Regions from separate parts of the Zea mays genome. Here region 2 is linked to region 1. The links are chromatin contacts, called in public Hi-C maps. All regions are on one chromosome and are shown on one strand. The core of a region is the stretch at or near the end of the contact, and the rest is flanking DNA. Distances in the headings are between cores, read along the strand shown.

Evidence for each region. A called contact is a pair of places that touch in the nucleus more often than the background predicts.
Region 2: a contact with region 1 is called in a Hi-C map of leaf, with 5 times the contacts expected there. The contact joins the promoter of LOC103649954 here to the promoter of LOC100279235 in region 1. A contact is called at or near these places in 2 of 25 Hi-C or Micro-C datasets (ear and leaf).

What each region holds. Positions count from the first base shown.
Region 1 is chr3:35,677,499-35,683,727 of Zm-B73-REFERENCE-NAM-5.0, forward strand. It overlaps LOC100279235 (putative protein kinase superfamily protein), which reads right to left and starts at 3,990. Exons shown (of 8, transcript NM_001152256.1): 1 at 3,662-3,990; 2 at 2,160-2,639; 3 at 1,536-1,910. The coding sequence starts at 3,707.
Region 2 is chr3:35,990,472-35,996,579 of Zm-B73-REFERENCE-NAM-5.0, forward strand. It overlaps LOC103649954 (protein TPR1), which reads right to left and starts at 3,752. Exons shown (of 25, transcript XM_008675649.3): 1 at 3,312-3,752; 2 at 2,076-2,255; 3 at 1,839-1,952; 4 at 1,175-1,333; 5 at 908-1,082; 6 at 712-829; 7 at 1-27. The coding sequence starts at 3,391.

The DNA of each region.
Region 1 (6,229 bases), core at 2,740-5,239:
GCTTGTCTCGGCTTATCCCTTTCCCACACTCCACATATGTGAGAGCCTCTGGCACTGTGTCTGCCCTTTGTGAAAGTGGTGGTGCAAGTAAAAAAATGAAACTGATTCCATAAGTTGGCAGTTAGGCACAAATAGTTATGTTTTGTGAAGTTAATAGTTTTTATACTATGTAAGAATCATCATGTCTTTGATATTCAATTTTGTATCATACCATCAAGGGAGCACATCCAGTGTTCATCGAAGAGAAATAATACTGTGATAAAATGTAAAACAGGCATGCCTCTAAACTTTTTGAACAAAAAAAACTTTCCTTACAACTTATACCAGGGTCATTGAATACTCTTAAGTTTAAAGGCATAATACATGTATCCAAGAAAATTGGGTAAAACATTAAGGTGCAACTAAAATGTGGGAGGGGGTGATATTTAGTTATAAGCAGGAAAAAGCAAGCCAGCGACAAGCGCACAAAATATAACTTTAGAAAGGAAGAGAAAATTGAATACCATCGTTCCATACTGTTCTGACTTAATGACCATTTTTAACTCTTCGTAAGAAAGAGCTTGGTAGGTAGGGGATCAATACGGTAGATTGGTGGCATGGTTCTTAAGGCAATGAGGTGACATGTGGGTTGCCACCACCATCTTATCGCCTAGGAACTTAAGGTGAGTCGGTAAGGTGGTCAAGGCAGCCACCATATTCCCATATATCAGAGAAAAAAAATGAAAAATAGACACATTAATGACCTATACACATAAGAAGCAGTGAGCCCACATAGCCTACTAAAGCCCAATCCAAGTTAACGGCCCATAAAAAACCCCCTCCCCTCCCACCTCACATACCCTCGGTCCCTGAACTCTCGGCTCTCACATCAGTGCCACCTCTCTAGTCCACGATGCTGATGCCACCACCAGTCTGATGAACCCTGCTGCTCCAATGCACCTCCGCTGGCAATGAATCATCCACTTTCCCCTGCTCAAATGGAGCACCAACACCTTTCCCTTCCAGATTGTCACCATCACAGTTGAGCACGGATAGATCTGCGTCCCCAACACACTGGATCCAGCGCTAGCATAGCAGGCAGAGTGAACTCCGGAGCCGAAGAAAATAATAGAAAGCAGAGGCCTAATCTCCTGCTCTTCCTTCGTAATGTTTCCTTTCTCCTCATAGGCACATCAATGACCCATACGCCCGAGCTCCTGCTCTTCCTTTCTCCTCCATGGTCTCTCATCCCTCCCTCTCCTCCCCTGTTTTGGCAAGGCGTCGGCCACCATCGCCGAGGCAACGGCCCTAAGAACAATGATTGGTGTCTCATTCTTTTCTATAGCTATGAACCAGTTTGATATATGTCAATTGAAAGGTCCAAATTTCCATAACAAAGAACATATACCTCATAATATCATGCATCTCAGAAATTCTTCAATCGCACATTAAGTAAACAATAAGAACAAAAATAATCCAGAATTTCTCTTCCTGGACAGTAACAAAACTACTCTCATTATGACAAACAGAACAAGTACAAGATTGAAAGCTATTACCTGGAGCTGGAGCCAATGACCTGAACCAAGTTAAATTAAGAAGATTATAGTCCCCGACCAACACAGGATCAATCCGAACTGTATGCAGAGTAAGTGAATAATTCATTGCCTTGACTTGATCAGCAGCAAAGCTAATTCCAGTGTAGGGAGCTATATCCATTGTGATATTTAGCCCAGAAGCTCCAACAACATAAAAATTTACAATCTCAAACTGATTAACGCGCAGGTTGAGCTGAGAAGCAAGTTCTTGAAGAAATTTGTTGCTCCAGTTTGAAGTCAAGGAAACATTACGAAGGAAGAGCTCAATTCTCACTGGATAAACACAATGGCAGTCCCGGGTCCCTCGTTTTTGTACCATGTTCGGTGCACAACAACCTAACAAACAAACATAAATCACAATATGGTTAAGAGAATAAAGCAAATCTATAACATAGAACAGATACTATTGGAGTAAATGATATCCGTCGCATAAAAAATGGAACAAATAGATCAGAACGAAATGTATAAATGATGCTCTTCTAGAATAGACAAATGACCAACCCCTCAACAGGATTATGTAATTTTAAGCTGTGTGAGAGCTCATTTACAATCAGAATACTTCAAGGCTCTGGCAAATAGACTTACCACTGTGAGGAGACACTGGAGGCTGCACTAATCCCAAAGGAGCTGCGCTAGAATTTGAAGCTGCATCCGGAGGGTCAGCATCTACGTGAGCAGGAGCAGCTGTTGCTAAGTGTCTGGTATGCTGCACTGGAGGACGTGATAGATCTGAGGAATAAATGGCAAGATCTAAAGCACCAGGCATGTAACGATAGCTAGGTGCTGAAATAGGAGGATGTGTGGATGACATGGCAACTGCTGATGAATATAGCTTCTTTTGTCTTTGGAGGCCATCATCTGGTTGTGCAGAAACACTCACAAGGACTTTAGTTTGGGATGCCAAAGAATGAAATGGTCCCCAACCTTGGAATGGAGGCATGGCAGGGGCGACTACTTCTAGAGCAAACGTTTGAACAATCAAATTGGTCCCACTGAGAAACTCCAGGATCAATACAGCAGGCAAGACATTGGACATAAAATTTCTCAATGTGTCTTCAGGAATTCCTGAAAAAAAAGCTGTACACCATCCAGTGAGAATTATTTTAAGCAAGAAAGTACATTGTGTGGAATGGGCATAAAGCGTAGACAAAAGATTCTGGTGGCCCATGGCTCATTGGCTCCCTAAAAACAACATACAAATGTTATGGAGCCCTTCTAAGGTGGTAAGATAAAAAGGTCGTACCATATCTGCCCTTTACGTATGCCCTTGAATGATACAATTGTAGGCAGAGAAAGAAATGTCCATATGCACATAAACACACACTTGTGTTCCATCTGAATTACAAAATACCTCCACTCCCTTGTGCCAAACATTATTAACTGACACATTAGTATCCGACCTTCTCGATCATTTGAATCATACCATGATACATGTTCAGCAGATCAGATGTTCTTTGCCAAGGCTTGGCATTGTTAATTTAAACAGGATAGCTATGCCATTTCCCGATTCATTATCCAAGGTATTGTTTCACCTCATTCAGATTTGTCCACTCTCGCACCCATCGATTTTACACACGAGTGCGTTTGAATAAAACATAAGCATCGGAGTCGGACAAAAAAGATTACTTTTTCCCCCCACAAGCAAGGAGGCCACAGAGACTACGAATATGAAACTGCCTAGTATCTGCTGCAGTGTCCATTACATCCTCCTCACTGTTAAGCATAGGCTGCACAATCTCTACCGTATTGATTGTTCCATGGCTGCTGGCGCCTGGAAGACTACATGTGAACTCGAATCCGCCGCTCCCACTACCCCCAAACGGACTCGAATCTACAGGCGAGCTTTCCCACTGTGCGCCCAAATGTTGGTAACGAGCTCCCGACGGTAGTTGGAGCAGCGCGCCCTCCCATAGCCCAGACCCCGCCGTGGAGCCGTCATTTCCCCGCCGGCAGAACCTCAAATCGGGCAAGCACAATCGTGGCACGCGCCCAGACTACTCGAGCCCATCGCACCAAGCCTTCCATGAAGCAAGGAGCAGCAAGGAGGCTAGGGCCCACGCAGATCAGATGGGGGGGAGGGTGCTCACCTCGGGCTGGACCGGAGCGGCAGCCCGCTCGCCCGAGCCGCGCCATCCCCGGCGAAGACGCGAAGCACACAGCAGCAGCTGCTGCTGCTGCTACCGCCGCCGCGGGGGCAGGCGCGCTCGTCGCGGCGCTGGCGATTTGGGGCCCATGCGCGCGGGAAGAGGGGAGGGACAGGGACGGCGGCGGCGTACGGGGTGGAGTGGATGGATTTGGCTTTCCTCTCCGGCCGCTCTCCCTTGTGTTCGGGCGCGGGCGCGGCTCTCGGCAGCTGCCGGTGGTGGTGGTGGTGTGGCTTTGATTTGCTTTTTGCGCCTGCGCTGCTGCTTTTCCCTCCTGCGATTATTATTATCTCTCCCCTCCCTCGCCGCTGCAACCTCGGGGAGGGGAGGGGGATTTTTCAGAAGGGATCGGTGTGTGTCCTGTCCAGTCCAGTCCACTGTGGTGGTTTTACTCGAGGTTGAAAGACGACCGACGTGGGCTCTCGGGCCCTCAAAAGTCAATGCTCGCTCGTTTTGTCTACGGCCGGGGCGAGAATCGGCAATTTCACAGCATGCTAGTAGATCGACGATTTTGGATGGCTGTATGCCTGTATATATAGGTCCTGTTTGTTTCGGCTTCTTACAGCTTCTGGCCACCAAAAACTGCTGCAGACTGCCAAACGCTCAGCTTTTGAGCCAGCTTCTATAAAATTTGTTGGGGGCAAAAACCATTCAAAATCAACATAAACACATAATCGGTTGAGTCGTTGTAATAGTAGGAATCTGTCACTTTCTAGATCCTGAGCCCTATGAACAAATTTATCTTCCTACACGTGTAATCGTAATGATACTCAGATTCTCCCCACAGCCAGATTTCCAGAAAAGCTGGTCAGAAAAAAAGCTGAATCAAACAGACACATAATAACCGTCTCCGTCTGTCGCCGTTTCATTCCACACATGCAAGCACACCGGGCAAGGATAAAGATAAAATCCTAGTTAGGCTTCACGTGGAAGGCAACAAAAGATGGGTCACGCGGGGCTAGGCCAGCAGCCTACCTTGAGGACAAGCTAATCTATCGATATTAGGCCATCTCGAAGTCTAAGGCAGGCCTTACAAAGCCAACAGATATCTGATCAACGGAACAAATGGTCGCACAATTGAGGAGCACAACAATATTCTTCACAAAAAGCACACAAACATATGACTGTGACTATGACAGTCCATCCAGCTTATGTTTAGTTGTGGAAGATAAAGTGTCAACCGGAATATAGGTTTTATTCTGTCTGTTCTTGAAAAAAAATAGGCTAAACACGAAGTCTCTGCTCAGGTGAAGAAGTATGGAGTTAGATTCGTATACATGTGAAAAACTGCATACTTTAGAAAGAAGAGATCCTTCCGCAGATCTTCGTAAATTGCTAGTATGCAAAGAGATGCTGGCAACTAACTGGGGTGACTCCACCACGCACGTTCTAACCATCTCTTAGCTATTCAGCAAATACGAGCGAAGGTACCTCATAATCATGATTTGGTGCATAAGGAAAAATAGAAATGGATGAATCTTTAAAAACATACCACCAATAATTGAAAACATACCACGCCAATAACGAATGCAAAGTGTGTTTGTTACAGAGATGCTCCTAATTTGCCATAGAGTGAAGCCTTCAGACAGCCAATAGAATTGGAGCATGGCTACAACAGATCTTTTTTTTAATCCCCTCTCTAATCTCTTCCTATAACCTTGTACATAATATTTTTTTAATACAAAAGTATTGTAGGTCTTTCGTACAGTAATTGCCTCAAAAAAAATCTTAGGCCATCTTCGTCAATAACGACGTGCAAGGCAAACGAGCGAGTGCAGTTTGAATTGGAGAGTGGAATAGGAGCCTTAGTGTACAGTAGAGATGGCCAAACGGGCCGCCCGGCTCGGCTCGGGCCCAGTGAAGCCCGGCCCGGCTCGGGTCCGGTGAAGCCCGGCCCGCTAGACACGGTTATAAAATTGGGCTGGACCGACTAAGCAGGTGAGTTTAATTTTCTGTCCGAGCTCGGCCCGCATCGAGCCTAAACGGGCCAGGCCGGCTCGTTTAGCACGAAAAAAGCGGGCCGAAAAGCGGATATGCGGGCCGACAAGCACGTTTTAGTGTAAAATAACGGGCTTAACGAGCTTAGAGGTAAACGGGTCGTGGCGGGCTAGCCCACCGTGACTAGTTTCCTGTCCGAGCCCAGCCCGCTTATTTGTACCGGACCGGCCTGAGCCCGCATAGAACCGGACCGTGCCGGGCTCGGATCGGGTCCGAACAGCAGGCTTCGTGCCGGGCTCACGGGTCTCGTGGTTATTGACCATCTAAAGTGTACACGGTCACCGGTGAGTCACTAACGGGAGCCTAGCTGCTAGCTTAAGCGCCGCGCATCAAATCCGGGGCTAGACGTCGACATCGATCTCATGTGCGCAATCATGACCTACTGCTCTTCCTTTGCCGACTCGACTTCCCGTGCTAGCGTAGTAGCAGCGACGCTTTACCTCTTCTTTAATCAACGACCACAGCCGGGGGGCTCGTTTCAGCGTGGAAAAGCAGCGATGCGAGCGATGCATG
Region 2 (6,108 bases), core at 2,502-5,001, 310 kb after region 1:
GAGCTGGGCGTTTCAACATGGAGACAGCTGACAAAACAATGTAATATAAATGACGTCATGTGATGTTTTGAAACATGCATATAACTGACAACGCAAATATATTTCCACATGACAATGCACACAACGATTCTAAGCAAAACTGATCTAAACTTTTATAGGTTAACTGAAAGAGTATAACATTACTAATTAATTGCTGCACCAAATTATCGTACTTACTACTACATGGACTGAAAAACACAAAAGCATAAGAACCTGCACTGAAACCCTAGAGCTAACAGCATTAAACCTACCAAAGAGCAGTGTTATTTCACAGAATGGGATTGAAGCCATAAATATGCATCAGCCTCTCCGCATTTGCGGGGGAAGGCTTGCCTCAGTATATCCTTAGCCAGACCCCACTCATGTGGGAGCCTCTGGCACTGGATTCGCCCTTTAATGTGTATCTCATGATTGAGTAATTTGTAAATTATAATAAATTAGAAGCATCTAATATATATATATCTGGAATTGAAGTTTGCATGTGTAACATTTCCAGAATGGACTGATACACAGCACAAAGGCATACTAACTGGTATTAATTGAATTGCACAGAAAATACAAAATTGTTAAAATGTCTTAATGCAGATCAAATTAACCACTGTAAGGAACAAATATGTTCAAAACAAGCAACCAGATAAACTTTAACAGAAATTTAGCACCACATTTGCATACCTTGATTGGGTGGAACAGGTATTGATGCTGCTGCTACAACAGCAGACTGAACAGATGAAGAGGCGGCTGCATTTGCCATCCAACCAGCTAAAGATGGACCAGGTGGAGGTTGGAACGGCTGCATAAATAAATACATAATGTAAAAAAACATCATAAAATCCACGCACGAGCAGAAAATGATCAAGTGCAAACATACAGTATGAGCTGTGAGTGGTGGATATGCAGCACCAGCCTTTGGAACAGCTGCCAGTGGTACAGATACCGGCGATGCACGAGCTCCATTGGGTGGAGAACATGTATGGTCGGTGAATAAAGTTTTGATATCTGGATTTGGACGAGGGTTCTTACAAAGCTGATGCTGCCAATTCAAGCTGCACATTTGGGGGGGAAATCAGTCACACTAAAAATATTGGAATGGAAACAGAATATCCGTTAAAGTAACAGCATTAGATTACTTTCAAACCTTTGATTGATTAGAGTTCGGAGGCGTGATGCCTTAAGAGTAGGGAAGACAAGTTTTTCCCGGAAAAGGGGGTTTGCTTCAATAAGTTTTTTTAGCTCAACCAGCATAATACTTCGAGCTGATTTAGTATCCCCATACTTAGACAACTGTTCATTTTCCCTGCAAGCAACATTATTTGATAGTTTTGAGCTACAAATTGAAAACAGAAGCAGCAGGCTAAGGAATTATAATACTTGGAATAAAACACTGTAGGATAGTAATAAATATATTGTTAAGCAACTAACAAATTTCATTTTAAAAAATAATTTTTACAGGAAAATACAGCATAACATAAAAGCTACCAAATGAATATCTTAAACAAACCTCTATCATTTGCAATAAGCATCTGGCAGCTAACGAGTTATGCCGTTGCCGGCTTGCAGGCCTACTCAGCTAATGTATGTGTACCAGCTGCTTGCCATGGCTTCCTAATAGTTCATGATCTATTAGTAAATGTCCTATTTCATTGTCAGTGAAGATATATTAATTGCATTGCACCAAACAGGAGAGTCGTTTTCAATGTTTATCTTAAAGATCTAAGGGGTAACAAGGCTCTAAGAAATATTTATTTTAATGGTTTCTCAGCAATCTGATGCCATGGATTTAGAAAGCAAAAGGAACAAACCTAAAATTCTCAAGAGTGAGAAGTTGTGTTATCTCCTTATACAACTCCTCATTGAATGTCGAGAAGACTTTAAGATCCTTGACAAGAATATCTACAGCCTTTGCTCTATCATGCCTGTTTGGAACATAGAAAAAAGAAAAAAAGTCAGTACAATTTTACAATTCCCCAAACAATGGCACGAAATTCGAAAACCCAGCTCCTCATTCAAATGAAGTTTGAAATATGAAAGAACAGTACCTATCAAGCGCTTCCAAATACTTCTGCTTCCTGATCTCAAAGAAGATCTTCATCGAATACCTATTGTCATCTACCTTGGTGAATCCTGACAAGTATCTCTCCACCTCATCCCACTCCCCAGCATGGACCTTCTCCTCGAAGTACTTCATATTGAAGAAGAACCCTGACTCTTGCTCAAGCCTACAACACAATGTGAAGTAGGGAATTATTACATGTAGTAGAATATCAGCCCACAGGCAATTCCATTTCTGGGATAAAAGAACGTGGTACAACATCAGTTGTCAAATTTTCTCATCAATCAACAGAATGGGTACACTAAAGAGCTCATAACTCCAATGGTCAAAACTGAAAAATATCGAGTAACCACTTAAACCAGCCAACCACAATGCAAGATTTGAGCTTGGAAGTGATCCTAAACGACCAACCAAGTTCATGGCATTTATTGTGAAAAAGATCAGAAGCCACAAAGTACAGTTCTGACTAACCAACCGTGTGTTTTCTTCGATGCAAAAATTTGGAGCAAGCAGAGCAGAGTGCAGAACACATTGAAAACAGAACGTCCTACAAGTTCCAATTGCCTGGTTGAAATGACGTAATCCAGCAACATTACCGTCTAGTGCGTCGTTTACTGATTATTACCCGCAGGACACGACAAGGGGACCAAAGCGCCAGTACACCAAACAGAGTATTGATTTATAAAACTAATAACACGAGATTCATTTGTTCGACGAAATTAAGTGAACCGACAGAGAAGAGGAAGCCCAGTGGACACAAGAACCAGCGATGGGTGTAGTGACCCGCACATGCAAGCTCTATATTCCAAATGCGCCCCTGAATTTTTCCGGAATATAAAAAAAGTTGAGACCTTGAAAATCGATTTTTGGCCTGATTAAATAAAAACATCGACTGTCACGGAGAAAAGCACGAGGGGGGATAAAATGTCTTTTGACCTAAATAGCCCCCAAACTTCCATGTTATTACACGGTTCCTAACAAATCGAACGAAGCTTGAAAAAACTTATTTTTTCCAGCAGCAACTCGTCGAATCCCAGAAAGGAAAAGAAACGACTTAAAAAAAAACAGAGCCGCGTCTGGCCGGATTCATGAGAAAAAAAAAAAGCGGAAACAGGCTGCGCGACAAATCAAATCCCCTAGAGCGTAGAGGAGCCTGATCTCCAACCACTCACCAACCCAAGGTAACCACCGGCCGCGCAAAGAGAGGGGAGGGTGTACGCACTTGTGCACGGTCTCCTTGAACTTCTCCTCGTCGAGGAACTGCAGGATGAGGAAGACGAGCTCGCGGCTGAGCGACGACATGGCAGCGGCGGCGGTAAGCCGGCCAGTGGTCGATCCGCGCGCCCCGGAGCTTGTCTGGCGCCCCCGGGTCCGGAGGGCGCGGTCCTGGTGGCTTGGCCGCTCAGGCGGGCGCGAATCCTAGGGTTCCGTCGTCGGCCCGTCTCTCGCGAAGCGAAGCGGAGGCGAGAGAGAAGCGGAGATGTGGAAGAGAAGGTTGGGGGAGAGAGAGAAGCTATGGTCTCGCTTTCTTCGATGCGTTGCAGACCTCTCGCCCTTTTCTCTCTCCCCACGCCACCCAGCACTGGCTTATCTGTGAGAAGCACATGTCCTTATTGATAAGTGGGTAAGCTTATTGATATCTGCACGTACTTATATGATAGGTCGAGTGCGGCGGAATCGAAAGGGCTGGGATTAAATCGGATGGATATTCGTGAGCTGGCGTCCGGTTGTGAGGGCGACGTGCGCGCGAGACATCGCCTCGCGAGACAGGGGAAGGGCGGTGCTGGGGCTGCCGAGACGAGACGACACGAGACTGGCTTGCGTTTCCATGCGTGGTTGGTTGCGGACTGCAGGAAGGCAGTTTACATCCATCGCGCGTCTTCTCGGATCAGCAGCGTGCCAGTGGGAAAACAGTGGCGCACGGCACCGACTGAAGGAGATGAGGGCAGGTACATCCTAGAGACACTACAACGATTTTCTAATACAACACGATGCTAAGTGACTATACCATAGTTTTAAACCTCTGGATCATAAATATAATTAAAAGACAATAAATATAAAAAAATTGTGAAGATACGTGAAGAGTTTGCCTCTTTATTTTTTTACTTAAGTCTCTAAAGACTCTTTAAAAAGCATCTAATAAAATTGTACATGTCCTAACTAAGTGCAGGTTCACGTGCCCTGGGATCAATAGGCAGTTGTCTGTGTGTGCGGTATAATTGTCCATGTTGTGATGTAAAGACTTTTTTCTCTATAAGTTGATATGTTTAAGTTTACTATAAATATTTACTATAAAAATATCTTAGTACTTATTATATATTATAAATATTACTCTCTTATTCTTCTTTATAGAGGTTTTGTCTTTTAACATATACGACTTATATATATATATATATATATATATATATATATATATATATATATATATAGACGTATTTTTGTAACCAGGTGCATAGTAACTATAAAATCCAAAATAATCCATATTTTAACAACCTTCTTGTTGGAGACTTGTTCTCAAATGCTATGAGTTAAAAACAAGGCAACACAAAAAATGTTAAACGTTAAAGTCCTTCGTCCTTCGAAGCATTATTTCCCTTGGGACATAATGATTTTCGGACGAAGGTTATGAAGGACATACCTTCATAAGCACAAGATATAATAATAAAGAAGAAATCATATGAAGTGTAAGAGATAACATAAACAATTATGTATTGTTATCAACTCATTTCTATTTTATTATTATGGAAAAATGGAAATGATATCAAATTACAAATGTACCTTCGGCTTGAAAGAAGGTAAGAGTACAAGTGTGACGCAAAAGCAAATGTCAAGTCAGCGTGAACAGTACGGGAGCACTGTTCATCTATTTATAGGCATGGGACGCAGCCCATGTAAAACTACACCCATGTCCTTTACATTTACTAATGACTCTATAGTAACCTATCGAGGTCTGAATAGCCTTTTCCTTTTTAAGTCGGTTTCCTTTTCTGCTATAGTGCCGAAGCTCTCCTGCACATGGCTTCGGCTCTACGCCAACCTTCATGTTCTTTGTGCTTCTTCATACTGTGGATCTGATCCGAGTCCGAAGATACCTGTTCATGTATTATACTCCAAGAACATTGTTAAATCATGTTTTTGAGGACCTTCGGAAGCCGAAGGCCCCCAACAGTAGCCCCTCGCAATATTAATTTGTTAGAATGATAAATTCAGATTGCGATATGGACGAAGGCCCTAAGTCGAAGGTCCGAAAAACACCTTCCCTTTGCTAGAATAGCAACAGTCAATGACAAGTGGGGCCCTCCAGCTTGCAACGCACTAGGCGTATAAATAAGAGCACACCACGAGCTCATTTGGCACGCTTTTTGCCATCTGCTCTGCTTGCTCAATTTTTAGCTCTTGCCTACCAACGCTTGCTTGGCTTTTTAGATTTTCTAAGCTTCAGCTTTAAGAGCGCTTTTTCACCATTTCCGAAGAGAAGATGTCTCAAGATAAGAAAGTTATTGCTGAAACGAAGCTGAGCGAAGATGAGAAGCTTCTTAAGGAAAAAACCGCTGGATTCATCGAGTCAATTGCAAAGACCAACACAGAAAAGATTACAAAAGAAATTCTAGAAGGCTTATCTGAAGATACCGATGACAGCGATAGTTATGATGTGGAAAGTGGGGGCGAAGACTCCGAAGATCGGCAGTGGCGACCAAGTCACGCAGTCTTCGGAAAATCGACTATCAGGCAAAGTCATCTTGATAACATGAGCGGAAGATATTTTCGAGACATATCCATCGTGAGGGCTGACAACGGAGACATGACTGACCCTGTTCCTGAAGAGAATGAAGTCGTAATCTACCGAAGCTTCTTCAAGGCTGGTCTCCGGTTCCCCTTAAGCAGTTTCATGGTTGAAGTTTTAAAGATATACCAGATTTTTCTTCACCAGATTACTCCCAAAGCCATCATAAGAATGGGAATCTTCGTGTGGGCTGTGAGGAGTCAGGGTTTGGAACCAAGTGCAAAAGGTTTCTGCA